2 separate regions of the Sus scrofa genome follow, and region 1 is linked to region 2. A link is a contact called in public HiChIP or PLAC-seq data. All regions are on one chromosome and are shown on one strand. Each heading gives the region's core, a stretch centred on a gene start, on an enhancer-like site or on the middle of the called end of the contact. The rest is flanking DNA. Distances are from core to core; before and after follow the strand shown. Region 1 has its middle 5.6 kb from the start of AMHR2. Region 2 overlaps RARG (a long non-coding RNA gene).

The links. HiChIP or PLAC-seq counts read pairs in DNA pulled down with a chosen protein or histone mark.
Region 1: an H3K27ac HiChIP or PLAC-seq map of alveolar macrophages shows a contact between it and region 2. The contact joins two enhancer-like sites. A contact is called at or near these places in 3 of 47 Hi-C or Micro-C datasets (alveolar macrophages, embryonic fibroblasts and subcutaneous adipose tissue) and 1 of 2 datasets of contacts at active chromatin or transcription factors (alveolar macrophages).

The regions. Positions count from the first base shown.
Region 1 is chr5:18,635,792-18,638,700 of Sscrofa11.1, forward strand. No RefSeq gene overlaps it. Among named protein-coding and RNA genes, the nearest start is that of AMHR2, 5.6 kb to the right of the region's middle. Within about 2 kb of position 1,505, at least 13 of the 83 cell types and tissues checked have an H3K27ac peak or open chromatin away from gene starts, as enhancers often do. A contact at or near this core is called in alveolar macrophages, where this site is marked.
Region 2 is chr5:18,437,967-18,440,975 of Sscrofa11.1, forward strand. It overlaps RARG (a long non-coding RNA gene), which reads right to left. Exons shown (of 9, transcript XR_002343956.1): 5 at 2,934-3,009; 6 at 2,557-2,733; 7 at 1,753-1,957; 8 at 954-1,112. Among named protein-coding and RNA genes, the nearest start is that of ITGB7, 5.1 kb to the left of the region's middle. Within about 2 kb of position 1,760, at least 5 of the 83 cell types and tissues checked have an H3K27ac peak or open chromatin away from gene starts, as enhancers often do. A contact at or near this core is called in alveolar macrophages, where this site is marked.

The DNA.
Region 1 (2,909 bases), core at 255-2,754, 200 kb after region 2:
CTTTCATCACTGGTTAAGGTAGTATTTGCCAGGTTTCTTCACTGTTTTCTCTTTCCCTATTTGAAAGCAAGTCAGTAAAGTCTAGCCCATCCTTAATGGGGTTGGTAGAAATTAAGCCTCTGTGAGGAAATTCTTATTGAATAAGTACTCGTGTATTTATTTTATAGTTGGGATATAATTCAAATCTACATTATTTTTATTGCTCAAATTGTCCCAACTTTTTTTGTTTTGTTTACTCCAGCTCTGGACATTGGGAGCTCTATCAGGTGGACTTCTGTGTCCATTTGATATGTCTACATCCTTTTACTTTTTTGAGCATTTTCTTACTTTCTGATACGCAAGTTGCTTTAGGCCCATCTATATTTTGCCTAACACAGCTTGAGGTCAGCCATTTCTCCAAGGAGGCTTTGTTCATTTTATTGGAGAGTATGCTTAAAAGCCAAGACCTAGCTCCAACATTTTACATTCAGTTAATATTAACTTGTGTCTAGAATGATTGAATCTGGATTGTGGCCCCTTCTGAAATTACTGACAGCCTTTCCAATTTCCTGTCAACCTATGGATTTACTTCCCTTCCTACCTAAGAGTCCTTGGTTGATTGTTTATACTACAGCTACAAACATTCTTGATTATTTTTGTACATTTGACTTCCTGTGTCAGCATTGACAGTCACTCAGCCATTTGATTTCCTCATGTAGCCATTAGCAATATTACATTTTAACATTTAACTTTATTAGGGTTTTTTGGGGGGTGGTTATTTTTTGGCTTGGCAGCCCTAAGTGAGCCTTTAAAAGTTGTGTCAACTATTCAGTCAATAAACATTTATTAAGCCTTTACTATGTACTAGGTTGTGGATAAAAAATAAAACAAGGCAGGAGTTCCCGTCGTGGCTCAGTGGTTAACGAATCCGACTAGGAACCATGAGGTTGTGGGTTTGATCCCTGGCCTTGCTCAGTGGGTTAGGGATCTGGCATTGCCCTGAGCTGTGGTGTAGGTCATAGACACAGCTCAGATATCCCCTGTTGCTGTGGCTCTGGCATAGGCTGGCAGCTAGAGCTCTGATTGGACCCCTAGCCTGGGAATATCCTTATGCCGCTGGCACAGCCCAAAAAAAAAACAAAAAAATAAATAAAAAATAAAACAAGACAGGCCCTGCTATCAAGTAGTTCAGAGTCTGGCAAGTGAGACATACCATTAATTGCAGGTTTCCCAATCCTGACCCCATTTCTCAGCAGATGATTTTCTTCCAATTTCATAGAGAAAATGGAAGCATCAATTTCCTCAAACTTTCTTCTAACAAAGATCTATTTATTCACCAATACCAATTTACCCCTTCTATCTTTTTAGAGAAATATTTTGCTTTTGCAAGGCCAACCCTGCCACTTGTGCTCTCAACCTTATTTCCTTTGACTTCTTTTTGTTCTTGCTTTTTCTTTTTTTTAGGGCTGAATGTGCAGCGTATGGAAGTTCCCAGCTAGAGGTCAAATGGGAGTTGCAACTGCCGGCTTGCACCACAACCACAGCAACGCAGTATCCGAGCCTCATCTAACCTACCCCACAGCTCCTGGCAGCTCCAGATCTTTAACGCACTGAGTGAGGCCAGGGATCGAACCACATTCTCTTGCATACTAGTCAGGTTTGCTACTGCCCAGCCGCAACCCCTTTTTGTTCTTTATTTCGATAGCTTTTTTTTTCTCCTTTTATCTCCAGTCTCTCCTTGATTCCCTTTTGTTGACCTATGAGCGTGTTTGAGGTCAGCCTCCCTGCTGCTCCTCCCCCATTTTGAAAAACCCCTGCTTCCTCTTCAAGCTGCTGATCTAACCCTTTCATTTCCAAAGTTAGTGAAAGTAGTTTATGTTTAACTTTTCTCCTGTACTCACCCCTCAGGCCGCTTTGTTCAGCACCCAGTGTTTGGGTTTTGGTTTTTTTTTGTTTTTTTCTTGTGTTTCAGGGTCACACCCACTGCATACGCCTGCTGCATATGGAAGTTCCCAGGCTAGGGATCAAATCTGAGCTACAGCTGCTGGCCTATAGCCACAACAACATGGGGTTCGAGCCATGTCTTCGACCTACACCACACTCACAGCGACACCGAATCCTTAACCCACTGAGCAAGGCCAGGGATCGAACCCGCATCCTCATGGATACTAGTCAGATTCGTTTCCACTGCGCCATGACAGGAATTCCTAAATTCTTTCTTAATACCAGTGCCCTGGTTGCCTGCTCCAGTGCTCTTTTCAGTCCTTAGCTTATTAGACCTCTCTGCCACAACGTGCATCTTGGTGCTTTCTTCCATGGAATGTGAGACTGAGGCACTCACACTTGTGGTTCTCCTTCGACCTTTCTGCCTACTTGCTTCATTCTCCTCCGTAGCCACTTCCTCCTCTGTTCCTGAAATAATGGTATTCCCCATCCTGGGTCTTTTCCTCACTCTGCCTTTCACCCCTAAACAAGTTGCACCCACTCTTTAGCTATTGCATACATGATGGTAACTCCCAAATCAAAACCCTTCACTTTTTTTTCAACCTGATACCCTGCTGAGTGGACATTTTCATCTGGGTGTCCCACAGATAACTCAAACTCAACATGTAAGAAAGGGAAATAATCCTTTGTGTTTCTTACCTCACTTAGCAGTAATGACTACCCCTTGATCACTTACATGTGAAACCCAGAATCACTTTTTAATTCTCCCCTTTATCTACCAACATTCATTTGATTACCGATTCTGTCACTATTACCGATACAGTATATCGCAATTCCCTCCCCCCTTTATTTTTATTTCCACCATCCTGGTACTCACCCTGATACAGTATATCTCAATTTTCCCCCCCTTTATTTTTGTTTCCACTGTCCTGGTACTCACCCTGGCTACTGCTTAGGTCTTATAACTGATCTCCCAGTCTCCCTGA
Region 2 (3,009 bases), core at 510-3,009:
TCCCAGGCTAGGGGTCGAATTGGAGCTGTAGCCACCAGCCTAGGCCAGAGCCACAGCAACGCAGGATCCGAGCTGCATCTGCAACCTACACCACAGCTCATAGCAATGGCGGATCCTTAACCCACTGAGCAAGGCCAGGGATCGAACCCACAACCTCATGGTTCCTAGTTGGATTCGTTAACCACTGCGCCACGACGGGAACTCCAATAATGTCTATAATTAGAACTAACATGCAAACACTATCTGCCAGGCATCCTTCTAAACCAGACTGTCCGGGAGTTCCCACTGTGGCTCAGTGGGTTAAGAACCTGGCTAATATCCATGAGGACACAGGTTCGATCCCTGGCCTCGCTCAGTGGGTTAAGGATCTGGCGTTGCCACAAGCTGTGGCGCAGGTCACAGATGCAGCTCGGATCTGGCGTTGCTGTGGCTGTGGTGTAGGCTGGCAGCTGCAGCTCCTATTCGACCCCTAGCCTGGGAACCTCCATATGTCTCGGGAGCAGCCCAAGAAATAGCAAAAAAAAAGACAACAACAACAACAATAACAAAAAAAAACCCAGCACAGTCCAATAGAACTTTCTGGGATGATGGAAATATCTCTTCCATCCTGTGCAGTAGGCACTGGCCGCGCATGTGGCTGCTGAGCACTGGCAGCGTGGCTACCGCAACGGAGGAACTGAATTTGTAATTCAGTGCAGTTCTAAGTCCATTGGAGGTTGACTCACTTTTCCTTCACAACACTTAGAAGGTAGATTTCAGTCTAGCTCAGTTTACAAACAGGAAAATAAGGAAAAAAAGGAAAGGCGTTTGCCCAAAGCATCCCCACTAGCGTGTGGCAGAGCTGGGAGGCCTGCGTAGGCGGCCTGGGTCTCAGCTCCTCTGTACTCGTCTCTGTCTGAACTGGGAGACCGGCAGCTCTGGGAAGAGAGAGGGGAGGCTCGCTCCCAACTAACCCTTGGTGCTGATGCCCCGGAGGTCGGTAATCTTCATGAGCATCCTCGGGAACATGTAGGGCTGGCTGGGCCGCCGCCGCCGGGCATAGAGCCTCAGGGCTTCCAGCAATGGCTCCTGCAGCTTGTCCACTTTCTCGGGTTCCTCCAGGTCCATGCGGTCTGTGGGGATGAGCACAGGGGAGAGAGCGGGGAAGAGATGGGGAAGACAGTGACAAATGGCTGATCCCAAGAGGCCCTGCCCTATGGCCCTCTGGGCCCCAAACTTTTGGGGTTTTTGTTTGTTTGCTTGTTTGTTTGTTTACGTTCCACTTTTGGCCGCCCCGTGACATAGAGAGTTTCCAGGCCAGGGATCAGATCTGAGCTGCAGTTGCGACCTAAGCCAAAGATAGGGCAATGCCAGATCCTTACTTAACCCACTGTGCCAGGCCGGGGATCGAACCTGCGTCCCAGCGCTCCCAAGACACCACTGACCATCTTGTACCAGCGGGAGCTTTCAGGGCCCAAACTTTAACCCAGGCCATTTCCACTGCTCCAAGCCCTGTCCCGCCCCCTCTTCGGCAGGAGGTTTTCTCTGGTAAATCACTCCTGCCCGGACCTCTATGTCAGCACTAGTATCTGGGGTCTCCTCAGCTTCCCCTGGCTCTACCCTTCTTTTTGTTCTTTGTTCCAAGCCACCAGGGAGTCTGTACAGGAGCTGAGAAGTCTGTGGATGGGACCAAGGTCTCCCGCCTGGTGGGAGCTAAGGTGTGGGGTATGATAGGAAAGGAGCCCAAGTAAACGCCAGGGGGCGCCCGCGCACCTCCGCAGATGAGGCAGATGGCGCTGAGCAGCCCTGTCTCTGTGTCATCCATCTCCAGTGGCAGGAGCTGCCCAGCAAAGGCAAAGACGAGGTCTGTGAGGGGCCCGAAGCCAGCATTGTGCATCTGGGTCCGGTTCAGGGTCAGCCCATCAGAGAAGGTCATGGTGTCCTGCTCCGGGGTGTACCTTGTGCAGATCCGCAGCATCTGGAGGTGGGTGGGGGGTGGAGGCTTAGTGCTCTCTCTGGGGAGGCGTGCTTATGGGGGTGAGGAAAAGAGGGAATGAGGTACAGGCGCAAGGTGAGGAGGTTAGGTCCCAAGAAGGGCTGCCTGAGCAGGGAGGAGGAGGGAGGCAGCGAGGTGGAGGTTCTGAAGCTGGGAGAGGAAAGAGAAGTCAGAAGGAGGCAGGGCTTCCAGGAGTCTTAAGATCAGCTTTTAAGGGCCGTGGAGTTCCCACTGTGGCATAACGTAATCAGCAGTGCTCTGCAGTGCCAGGATGCAGCAGCACCAGGATGCAGGTTCAATCCCCAGCCTGGGATAGTGAGTCAGGGATCCGGCATTGCTGCAGCTGCGGGGTAGGTCACAACTGCGGCTCCAATCTGATCCCTGGCCAAGGAACTTCATATGCCGCGGGGTGGCCAAAAAAGAAAAAAGAGAGAGAGCTTCAGTTTGGGAGTTTGAGGAAATCTGGGGAGTCCCAGACTGCAGGCGGAATGCGAGGTAATGAAATCTTTGTGTGGATCAACTCCTTGGTCTTACATGAGGGTCAGGCTGTGGCAGAAGACGGGCCACAGGGTTTAACTTACCAGGATGTCCAGGCAGGCAGCCTTGAGCAGAGTGATCTGGTCAGCAATGCTGAGCCCTGTAAAGCCGGGCAGCCGCTTGGCAAACTCCACGATCTTAATGATGCACTTGGTGGCCAGCTCACTGAACTTGTCCCACAGCCCCAGATCCAGCTGCACGCGGTGGTCTGCACTGGAGTTCTGCAGGAAGGACATTAGAACATGAGCTAAGGCCCACCCTGGGGGGCTCTCTTCCTGCCAATAGCCCAGGCTCTCCCTCCTGCATTCGGATGCCCTCCTTGTCATCAGCACCAGACCGTGGCTCCAACACCAATCCCCCCCCACCTATTCTCTGAAGTCAACGGTCCCCTTCCCGCAGGGGGGCCCTGCCCACTCCTCACCGTGGTGTATTTGCCCAGCTGGCAGAGCGAGGGGAACGTCTCTTGATGGGCTTTGCTGACCTTGGTGATGAGCTCT